Linked DNA regions of Anser cygnoides: region 2 is linked to region 1. The links are chromatin contacts, called in public Hi-C maps. All regions are on one chromosome and are shown on one strand. Each heading gives the region's core, a stretch centred on a gene start, on an enhancer-like site or on the middle of the called end of the contact. The rest is flanking DNA. Distances are from core to core; before and after follow the strand shown.

Region 1 (5,675 bases), core at 805-3,304:
TTTTGAAGTCAGAGGCCGAGGTTTTGTAGTTGTTTTTTCTAAAGCTCTCTGTAACTGCTGACATATGCTGCACATATGGTTTCAATGTGATTAGACTTCCGATCTGGTTTTTTTTCCTTTAACTTGACAAAGTACCTACTCACCAGCCCCATTTCCATGAGGAAGGGACGTTTAATATCATTCCCAGAAAGAAAGGAACTTCTGCAGTTTCATTAAACAAATAAAATTCTCTCTTTTTAATTTCTTTTCCTCCTTTTGAATTATGTGGGAATTTGCCCAAAGGAGCAGAGCTATGGGTGCTTTACTTCCCCAAATGCCCCCAGGAAAAATTACCCAAGGGTAATTACTCATGTCTTTCTGGATGCACGGGGAATAGACAGATCTCTGGGGAATCATTTCCTTTAGTTAGACACCATTGGATCTGCAAGGCTGAAGCCATGTTATTCGTAGCATGGGAAAGGTCTGGACCCCAATGGTAAATAAGATGTCCCTGCAGGAAGTGTTGCTGGTGGCAGGGGTGGGAGTTCAGCCCCATCTCCCCAAGAGGACATGTGGTCCTCTGCCGTCATGCTGCGCCAGGGGAGGTTCAGGTTGGAAATGAGGAGACATTTCTTCTCAGCAAGAGCGGTCAGGCATTGGGACGGGTTGCCCAGGGAGGTGGTGGAGTCCCCGTCCCTGGGGGTGTTCAAGGCAAGGTTGGACGTGGTGCTTGGGGACATGGTTTGGTGGGTGACAGTGGTGGTAGGGGGATGGTTGGACCAGACGATCTTGAAGGGCTTCTCCAACCTTAATGATTCTATGAAGATCACTGCAGACTGCGTAGATCCTCCCTAGGATTTCTTAAATACCACTAACGGGGTTACGGTGCATCTTGAATGCCTTCGGAGCACCAGCAGCTTACTGGGACCTTCAGGTTTTGCCTTCAGGTTTTGAAGACCACTTGAGGTCTGCATGGGTCAACAGCCATCTGCCAGTCACAAAGGTCCTCCCTCACCTTTTGGTGCTCAGGCTGAGGAGCTGTGTGTCTGCAAAGCTTAGCCCTACACAGGTTAACAAAGGAGCTGCTGTAGGACAAGAGATTAATGCTCAGCCTCTTCCAGTGTCCTGGGTGGTTTCCTCCATCTGGAAATCCATTCAGAGGGATTCCTCCATCTGGAACTCTAGAACGGCCTGCCCAGAGGACAGAATCTGCAGCAGGGAGGCAGCTCTTGGTGAAGAAATTATGCCCAGTCATGCCACTTGTGAAATTTTTGGTATCCCATCTTGCTTCTGCACACCTCTGATCTCTCCCTCTGCCCTGCTAAGGTCTTTGCATCTTTGTCATTTCTCATGCCCCTTAGAGTACCCAATCCAACTTTGAACCCTGATATCCTTCACAGAGCAGAAGTTCTCGTGTTGCTCCTGTGGCAAATCCTCCAGACTCGTCAGACATCCAGGAAAACGAGAAGAAAATGCCACCTACTCTTTCCAATGTGTCCCCTATGCAGTCAAACACTCCCAAAGGAGCCCTTTTCGGGAACCTTGTTGTGTAGTAACTGCTCTCTTTAAATGCTGCATCATGCAACCTTTCTTCTTTTTTTTTTTTTTTTTTTTCCCTGTATTGAACTTTCCCTTTACCCACACGGCTACAACTGGTTGTGAACTTTCCTGACCTGTGGTTTATGGAAGTTCATGAGATGCAAGATTAACCCTGGGCTGCTAAGTTTCTAGGCTGAATTCAGCTGATAAAAGCAGAACACAAAATCACTGCTGTGATCACGCAGACAAGATAAAAGTTTACTGTCGGTGAGTTTGTAAACGCTTGCAAAACACTGATGTAATAGAAGAATAAAGGTCGTGTATACACTGGGGCAGTTGTCAGAGAGAAGAAAATGCAGGCTGGAGATGTACAGAGCTTTTCTGGTAGTCTATAAAGCTATGTGATAGAATGCACTGGCTTAACCACCCTCAGCTCTTGGGTGAACAAGAAAAGAAAGCAATGAGTGAGCAAGATTTCCTCTTGAGATTTCCAGTGAAAATACGTCTGGAGCGATCATGCTGCTTTGTGCAACACCAGCTGCTCTACCAGTCCAACAGGCATTTCTAAACTGGGACACGTGCATGAGCTCAGCCTTCCTCTGCACACATTAGAAACTTTTTTTTTTCTTTTCTTTCCCTATCTCTTGGAAATAAGCACCTTTTCCCCTTCATTAGCATCACCTCTACCCTACAGTTACGAGGTCGTCTGACTGGTACAAGTCTAATTAAATGCAAGAAGCTTGCTCTCAAAGTCTGCCGCTCTCTCATTAGCCCTAGAGAAGGGCTGGTGCACCCAACATCTTGATTACTTTCTTCAACTATTATATAGCTGGGTGGGTAATTAATGACACTGCTTTTATTTACTGTTGCATCTCCACTGACCTGGTGCTTCGTGCCCTTTGTCTGCCTTGAACTGCAGTCAGACAACCTGGGTTAGCCTCTGTAAATCTTCACCCCTGCTCTTCTTATACCTCGGATATCAGGATGCCAAGTGGAGTTTAGATGAAAATTCCCCAAAGGCTCCTTCTCTGGGTGAAAGGAGCAAAGAGAGAGGCTCTGAAGCTTGAACCATGAGGTGCTGAGAGTAGCTGGGAGAAGGGACATGTGCCCGAGCATCTCCCTGTCAGCATCTGGGTTGGGTGACCTGGCTCGGGACACACACTCCCACCAGTGGTGTCCATTCATTTGTTCGTTAAACTAACAAAATCAAGGTTTTATTTGGAAACCACTGTCCTGACCAAGAGTTTGTCTGTCTCTGGTGACATACAAGCCCATTAAAGGTTATCTCATGTTGCTCATGTTAAGCAACGCTTCCCTCCTCACCTGGGAAGAGTTAAGTAAAGAAACAGAATTTGTTTGATAATAGAAGGAGCAATCTCCCATGTTACAGCAAAATTCACTTTTATTAGGTGCTTGGCATGCACAGCAGCTACTTCCCTTCCCTGAGAAGCACCGACTGCTTTCTACTGACTACAGGCTAATAAATTCCTGGGCCACTGACACACACCTCACTATCAAATGCTCATATTTGAAAGGTGACCAGATAACAGTCATAAATACAGAGTTTTGCTCAAGGCTGCAGCGCTGCAGGTCTGTGTGTGCCCGGTGTTTTTGCTCGGCAGCTCTGTTGATTTAGCGGTGGGACAAGGGCTTTCTCCCTTGAAAAGTTCATGCTGGGAAGTCCTGTTTGTTTAACCACCGGCGGCTATTTCAGGAGAGTTCACCACCAGTGCATCACCTGAGATCAAACCGCACTCCACTCCTTCGGAAAGCAAAGGGAAAATTCAGACCAAGTCTCAATTTAAAGACAAGTAGCACATCAGCAATTAACAATGCTAATATACCAAGAGCTTTTTTTTTGCTACCAGCAATGAGGCTGTGAACCTACAGATTGTCTTTTGGGGTTCTATTTCATGTAGAAGAAGGAAAGTTTTGGAAAGTAATCGTGTCTGGTTTTGAATATCCTTAGGCCAAGATGGACCTAAAATGGGACCTAAATGAAACACCAGACGGTGTCCACAGAAGTCCTGGTCCTGCAGGTGCCTACATCTAGCCCCTCAGCAGCCTGGGGAGCACAAGCAGGGTTTGCCCTCAGGTCTGGGTGATACAGATACAAAGCACAGGACCCAAGCTCCCTCTGAGGCCACAAAGGGAAGGAATTCAGCTCAAGGGACCCAACTTTTGTAGGATTGTAGGAAAATTTGTGCAGGAAGGGACCTCGAGAGATAGCAGTCCAAATCCCTACTCCCAGCAGATATGGGCACAAGCCTGTGGGTACACCCTACAAATGCCTTTTGAAGTGTTCATGGCTGGTATTACCTTCCCCCACTGGCCAGAAGGTTGGGATAATCTGGTCTGAAGCTGCCACGAACAGTTGGTTGCCAAAATATGTGCCAGAAGCACTCACACCCTCAGGTCTTAAATCTTTTAAGCTTCCAGTTGGGTTTCCTGCCCTCCCAAGAGGTCAGTGGGGATTGCCCCAGGGACAGCCCTTTGTTTTTTTCTTCGTCTATGCATCAGTCATATAGGGCCGTGAAATAGGAAAATCGCCATCTGATTTATTACCTGGGATCTGCTCATTAAAGGCTCGTCATTTCCAGGAGTCCTCATGCAAGAAAAGAACAGCTTCCATGGGTTCCCAGGGGAAAAATCATTATTTCTGCAGCCCATGTAGCATCTCCCTTAAAATCTGGTTGCTGCGCCTCGCAGCCTGGCAGCCGAGGTTACAGCAGATACTTTATTTCAGCCTTGCCAGCTAATTATATGCTGCAAATGCAGCAAACACCCATGGTCTAACGTTCGTTTAATGAAATCTCCCCAGTGGAGACTCGGAGGGGAAAAAGAGAAAATAAAGGGACAGATCTACAATATCTTGTCCTTACGGAGTTGTTAATTTTGCACTGATGACAGCAAAGCACTGCAGTGCCAGAGTGCTCTTTGCTGGTAGACATTATTTGCGGTGCAAAATTGTGGTGTTCTTGCAGCATTCAAGGTCCGTAGGGCTTCCTACATAGCAATGCCCTTGAGGGGAACGTTTTTTTTCCCATGCTTTTGGCAGGTCAGGGGCTGAGGCCACGAAAATTGCTGAGACTCACGTCATCAGGCCTGATGAGGTAAAAGGATTCATTGTGTGAGCAAGCGCTGGTCAGAGGAGGATTTGCAAAATGAATCCCTAACTGACTGCAAATTGCGCTGACCCAGGGTAGGCACGTCCCTGGGACGTGAGATGGTCGCTTGTTGGAAATGCAATGTGAAGAACCCGGAGCTGCACTGGTTTTTAACCCAGGCTGCTGCTGGGCATGGTGAGATGAAATCTGTGTTAAAGGGTCCAGAATTTAGCTAGCTCTGCCCTTTTCTCTTTCTCAAAAAAAAAAAAAAAAAAAAAAAAGACAATCTTTAGCTGTGCCACTTGGGAGAGGGAACTGAGGGTGGTGCCGCTTTTCTCCCTGTGACCACCCCATCTGTGACCACCTCAGTTCCTCCCCCTCCTCAGACTGTTCCCATCCTTCAGGTGAGCAGACTGGACACTTCTTTCCACCCAGTGGATTTTTAATGTGAAGCATCCGTGAAATGAAAACAAATCAGGCGATGGTTTCCTACGTGTTGACCTCATTAAACAATGGCACATCGTCTGGTTCTGAGCTGAACGTGGTGAATTGTGATGGACCTAAGCAGATTTTCAGAAAAAAATAAAAACTTTTGACCTCCAAAAGAAATAGGTCATATGTTCCAGAAGTTAATGACCTCTCTGTTGTTTCTGCATCCACCTTCAGGTCAGTGCACCCTGTCCTACTGGATCAATAGGCTTTTTTGGTGCAACCAACTGTCCTTCCTGAACACAACATCCAAGGCTAAACCCTTAAAGAAAAACAGTAGCCAAGGATGTATGGAGGTGCTAGATGGGGAATATAACACATTTGGCTCCTTTACTTCATAGCTAAATACCTGCTCGCTGGGGCTGGCCAGGGTGGATGTCAACCAAAATCTCACACCTTTGGCTTCCCAACAAAATGCCTGTTGCCGTTCCAGCTTCAGTCTCCAAGGGACCTTCCCAAACTGCTCTACCTCTGCTCGAATCATTAGCTGAAAACTTGGACTGCAGCCTACAAGCACGTAACCCTCCCTGTCGTTCAGGGCTCAACTTGGAGCGAGTGGTT
Region 2 (5,675 bases), core at 2,169-4,668, 700 kb after region 1:
CCGAGGCAGACCCAAAGGCTCCAGGAGAGGAAATAAACACGGCTCGACACATGGGCACCAGAAAACCCAGCCCACGGCACTCGGGCAGCAGGCTGGGTTAGACGAGAGGAAGCAGAAGCGTTACAGATACAGCCTGGCTTTTAACAAGCTCTCGGGGTATTTTTTAACCACGACGTTTACAAGACCACGAGCACGTTAACTCTCAGCCAGGAGTTACGCTGCATCACCCGGCTTGTTTGGATGAAAACCGTGGCTGAGCATAAGGTGCAAGTGGACTTTTGGAGCTACAACCTCAGCAACGAAGCTGACAAAACTAAGCTAAACAAACCAACACTAGGACACTTGAGAGGAGCCAGCCTCCCATCCAAGAGCAGGAGCCTGCACGGCAGGCTGCCACATCGAATGTGATGTCTGTAAAAACCCCTCGAGCAACAGAAGGTGCTCCAGGGCTGGGCTGACTCAGCTGCAGGACACAAGATCTTTGCTCTTCCAGCCTTGTTGGTTCCCCATCTACCACCACAAACCTTTGCTATGGAAAGCCAGCGTGGGGTGCAGTTATCCTGTCCTGTACGCAGCTGCACGGCACTTATATGTGCACCTAAATAATCCTGTATTAGCTGCAGTAAATGTCTCTGGAGGTCAGCGACAGAGCTAGCGGGGACGTCTGACAGCACCGTTTATGTCAGCCCCACCAGAAGGGAGCTGGGATCCTGCAGGGGGAATAAAATAGTTTGCTGTGACACTTATCCAGCAGTGAATCCGTATCTTCTGGTGGCCCTGAGCTTGGCTTTGGGTCCGAGCAGTCACAGCTGGGGGTGAAGGGAGGAAACCAGGAGAGGAGACCCAGAGCAGGCAGGAGTTTGAGGTGGGGGTTAATCCAGCAGGGCTTGTCCAGGACAGAGGAAGGGAACACGCTACTACATCGCATCGGTGTGCCCAGGAAGGAGAGGAGGTGACATGAGATAAGGACAGACGCTTAAGGACAACCTCGAGTGCTCTGACCACGCTAGCATCCCTCCTGAGAGCCAGCACCTCCTTGCTGCCCTGCCAGAGAAGTAGGGCAGGGCCTCGGCAGCCTCTGCCCGAAGTGGGTCAGGGCAAGAGAAGGCGACAGCCCCCTCCTACCCAGCCCGAGGGTCTCAAAAGTGCCATCAACCCCCAGGCACTGGTCCAAGGACCTTGCTATCCCCAACACGGGGCTGGTGCCTGAGAGAGGTCCCCTGCAGGGATGGATGGACAGGCAGATGCCAGCACCCAGGTTTTTTTTTTTTTTTTTTTTTTTGGTTGTTTGTTTTTAAAGGAATGGTCACCAATGGTCACACTTTGCCAATCCATTAGGGTAGGGACAGATTGGTGATGATGCCTGGTGCTTGGGCATTGGGACAAAGCCAGATGTCGGAGAGCAGAGGGCAGCGTGGCTCGCTCCGGCTCATACCACAGAGGCCAGCAGGCCTTTGCACAGGCAGCAGACTTGGGAAGGACGGCCAAGGAGGTGGCGAGAAGCCTGACAGGCTTCTTCTAACTCCTGGAGGTGGTGGAAGAGGTAAAAACCCATGACCGAGCAGCGCCAGAGGTCCTGTGCACAAACCACGGCACTGCACTGCCTCTGCCCGTCTGAGAGCTGCAGGATCCCACAGCACACACAGAAACAAGGAAAGAAGCACAAATATCACTGCCAGACCCCCACAAGGCACCTCGAAGGAACTGACCCGAGGAGAGCTAAGGCAGCTTTCCACCACTAAGCGGGATTAGCTAGAGATGAGGCCAATCACTGTCCCTAAACCACGCTCCGTTTTGCATTATGCACATGTCCCAGATCCATCCTTAACACATAACGGGGCGGCCGCTGAGGGCTCGGGTCAGCCCTACATATTTTATAGGTCTCCTGAATGATTTATCCTCTGCGCTTGGCGTGCAGTTAGGTCTCAGTTTAACTGTTGGCTTGCTGTTAATTTGGGTGACCTTCCTCATCCTGCTCCTTGCACAAACAAGCTAAGTTGCTTTAGGGACCAGAGGTGGGTACGGGAAAGGCACTCAGATCTTTTCCCAATCAGTTCATGGCTGATCCTACAGTCAGGCCTGACGGCACCCCCAACATCTCTGGGTGCCATGTTTTTGGCATAGCCCCGCACCCACATGCGGGGCTGGGCACCTACATGCAGGGCTGGGCAGGACACGGGGCAAAAACAAGAGCAGAGGGCTTAAATCCCCAAGGTTCAGTTCCTCCCAGCCCCTGCGAAGGATTTTTGCTCAACCAACAAGCCTCGCACAGGTCTCTGCAGCCCAGGAGGAACTACCGGTTTGCTCTTGCAGCCTTTTGCAGCACAGGGGTTGCTCGGTGAGCTTCCGCAAAAACCCCTCCTGCAAAAAAAAACCTGGCTGCTTGCAAGCCCTGGTGCTCCTCCAGAAGATCAGAGGAGGGCTACGAGCCCTTGACGAGCAAACCCTAAAGACTGTCGAGTTTCCTCCTGCAAAACCTCTGGGCTGCCCCATACTTTCCTCTGCAGCCTGCAACAGGAAGCGTTGGGTGTCTGCAGGGTATCGCCGCCGCCACCCAGCTCGCTTCGCTCGCCGAGGAAGTCACCGAGGGTGCAAAAGCAAAAAAATAAAAATAAAAAAAAAATCCTTCTCTGCTGCGCTTTGCAACCCAAACCCTCGCTTCCCCACGGAGCGTTGAACCCCTCGCTGCAAAGCACTAACAAATAGCGACTTTTTTAAAATTATTATTGTTATTATTTTGATTTAAACCTGCTGATGTGAGCGCCAGCGTTACAAAACCGGGCTGAATTCATTGCTGCACACTCCGCTCTGCCGGCAGCGCTGATAAAGGCACACTTCCCTTCCCACCACCGCCAGCAGAAAAAAAAAAAACAAAAAGGAAAATAAAAGAGGAAAGGCCTGTTTTGAAGCAAGTACCACATGTTTGCAGGGTGCAGCCTCCCTTAGGTAAAGCAGCCCCGGTTTTCGCAGCAGTTTCAGGAAAGCAGCCCGGCTTCCTAAGGTCCCTTAAAAGCAAAACTGCGGCGGGAGCTGCCGCAGGGAGCCCCCCCCCAGGCATTGCACAGCGCTTTTTCCCGTCCCCCTTCTTAAAAAAAGCAACCCTGGAGGCAGGCAGAAGACGGACGGGGTCCCTAAAATCATCGCCGAGCCCCGCAACATCCCCTCGGCCCCGACCCCCTTTTCGCCCCCCCCCCCCCCGGGTACCTCGCAGCACCCCCGAGTAGGCGGCGATGATGGTCTTCATCGCGGAGCCGGGCTCAGGTGCTGGCCGAGCCCATGGGATGGAGGCAGAGGGGGCTAGAGGGGATTTTTTGGGGAGCCCGGTGCCGCCGGGGCGTGGGGAAGGCGCCGGGAGCGCATCCCTATATAGCCCCGACAGGAGGAGGAGGAGGAGGAAGAAGGCGGGGAGGGGCGGAGCAGCCCTGGCACCGCTGGGCTATAGGGGGGGGAGCACCCTGACCCCAAGGTTTTTCCCCTCTCTGCTTCATTCTCCCAGCCACCAACCCCATATCGGGGGGGGGGTAATCCCCCAAGACCCTCGTTAGCGGGGTGCACGTCGGGGTTTCGGGGTCCGTTTCTTGCTCCCGTGCTCTCCCCGCCCTGCTCTGTGCTGATTTTAGGGTCCCCAGCGGGGTTGGGGAGATCTGGGTTCCTGGAAGGATCACGAAATTAAGAGAAAAACCTAGAAAAGTGCTTATCGGCAGCCCTCTGGGTTTCGTTAGTCGGGTGACAGCCCGCAGGTATGCCCAAGCCACCCCGAAAACCTCGTTTTGTTCTCCTAATGGGGAATTTTAAGGATCTACTGCTGAGTTATGCATCCATAGCCATCCAGGTGTTATTTAGGAGTTAAGGTACTAACTTAACTCGCCTGCTGAGCCATTTCTATGTATTTTTACAGATGGGGCCAGGTCAGTCTGTCCCAAATCCCACAAAATAAAACCAGATTCCCTATAATGGGGTCATGTCTGGCCCTGTTGTTAAAGGTTTTTTTTTCTACACTTCTGGAACAGGCTTATGCCCTTCCTCAACCCCATTTCATCTTTTGTAATGTGGAGGAAATAAAACCAACCTGCGTCTGAGAAGCGCTTTGAGATACTGCAAGGAAAACCCCATTGAAAGCAATGAGCATTTGTGGGCTCCCTATACATGGCAGACAGATAGCAACGATCACCTAAACACCCCCAAAAATGCTTCAACTTTTGCCTGCCTTTGTCGGGTTTGTGCCCTGCTGAGGCAGCACTTTGACCGGTGGCTCCTGGTGTTGCCGCTGCGAAACTGCCACTTTTTGGCCCGAGGAGACAAGTCCACCAAGTGTTTCGTAAAAATTCACATTTCCAGCCAACTCTCAGCTGTGGAAAGCTTAAATTGCAGATTCAGAGGTGAAAAATTTTTTTTTGTTTGTTTGTTTGCTTTTCCCAATCGCCTCTTTTGGAGTTGAGCTGGCCCGGGACTTGTTTGCTCCCCATTTGGCGAAGGAACGCCTTCCAGGGGTTGTAATGGCCTGTCGAAATCGGTACAAAAATGGAAAATTACGAGAGCCTGTCTGTAGAAAGGGTCTTGCCCAAGAGCTCTTGGATAAGAGTTCCAAAGGGGAGCCCGGAATAGAAAGAAATCACCGACAAAAATACTGCCGAGTGAAAGGGGAATGATCTCCTGCACGTCTCTGTTGGCTTAGGGTTACCCACAAGCAAAGAAAAGACCATGGGAGCTTTTCTTACCATAACCAGGATAAAATCCTGTAAAAAATCACATTGCCAAGTGGTGACAGCATGAGCCAAGTGGATAGGTAAGTGTTAGTTTGCTGTTAGTGGGCTGAGACCTCCGGAGAGTTAAGGGTTCTCCATTGCCCTTCTCTTGATGGATACCCACCTCATTGTACAATTTGGGGGCAAATTTTCCAAATCCTGATCATTTCCTTGCTCCGTACGCCAGAGTAGGGTCCCAACCTGGGAGAAAAGCTCACAAATACACGGGAGTTAAACTCATAAATATATATTAATAAAAATAAAAAAATAAATAAAAACCTCATTGTTTAATGGAGCAGAGGGTCGTGCAGGAGCACCAAGACTACCATCAGGCTGAGCAGCAGCTCGGACGCGTGACTTGGAGGCACAGATGACACTATATTTCTTGGGAAGAAGGAAAAATCAGTCCTGGACCCATGGAGGCACGGCCGAGCCCCAGGACAGCGGCTGCCTTCACGCGACCGGGCAGGGAACTGGCGGCCACCCAGACCCCGTCCCTCTCCTTTCACCAGCGCTCCCCTCGTGACATTTTTTCCTCTCCTGTCCAGCTCAGGGAAAATCAGAAACCGGCCCCGAATGACAGATTAGAGACACCCTGGCTCTGTTCCCCACGCAGATACTGTTTCCCACCAGGAAGACGCACACCGCGGTGCTCTTTCCGAAGATGTTTTTGCAAGTGCCCGTGGTTTGTTTTGCTCGGTGCTTACATTCTTCTCTCAGCGCAGCAGGCATACGACCCTGTATATTATTAACCCGCATGTGTGCAGAGATTATTCCCAAACAATAACATCCTTTCAAATACCCTGCTATTACTTCACCTGCGCCTGAAAAACACGGGCTGTGCACCAAGTAACACGGGCTGGAGGCAGCCTTCCAGCTCCAGGCACCCAAAACAATTCACTAAAGTTTTAGGCTCCTTTATTTTATTTT

The links. Hi-C and Micro-C count contacts between places; a contact is called where the count stands out from the background.
Region 2: a Hi-C map of liver shows a contact between it and region 1, with 1.7 times the contacts expected there. The contact joins the promoter of DGAT2 here to the enhancer-like site in region 1. A contact is called at or near these places in 2 of 7 Hi-C or Micro-C datasets (both in liver).

What each region holds. Positions count from the first base shown.
Region 1 is chr1:209,536,322-209,541,996 of Taihu_goose_T2T_genome, forward strand. No RefSeq gene overlaps it. Among named protein-coding and RNA genes, the nearest start is that of TSKU, 29 kb to the left of the region's middle. Within about 2 kb of position 2,055, at least 2 of the 3 cell types and tissues checked have open chromatin away from gene starts, as enhancers often do. A contact at or near this core is called in liver, where this site is marked.
Region 2 is chr1:210,239,425-210,245,099 of Taihu_goose_T2T_genome, forward strand. DGAT2 (diacylglycerol O-acyltransferase 2) reads right to left here and starts at 3,419. Exons shown (of 7, transcript XM_066990021.1): 1 at 3,205-3,419. The coding sequence starts at 3,244.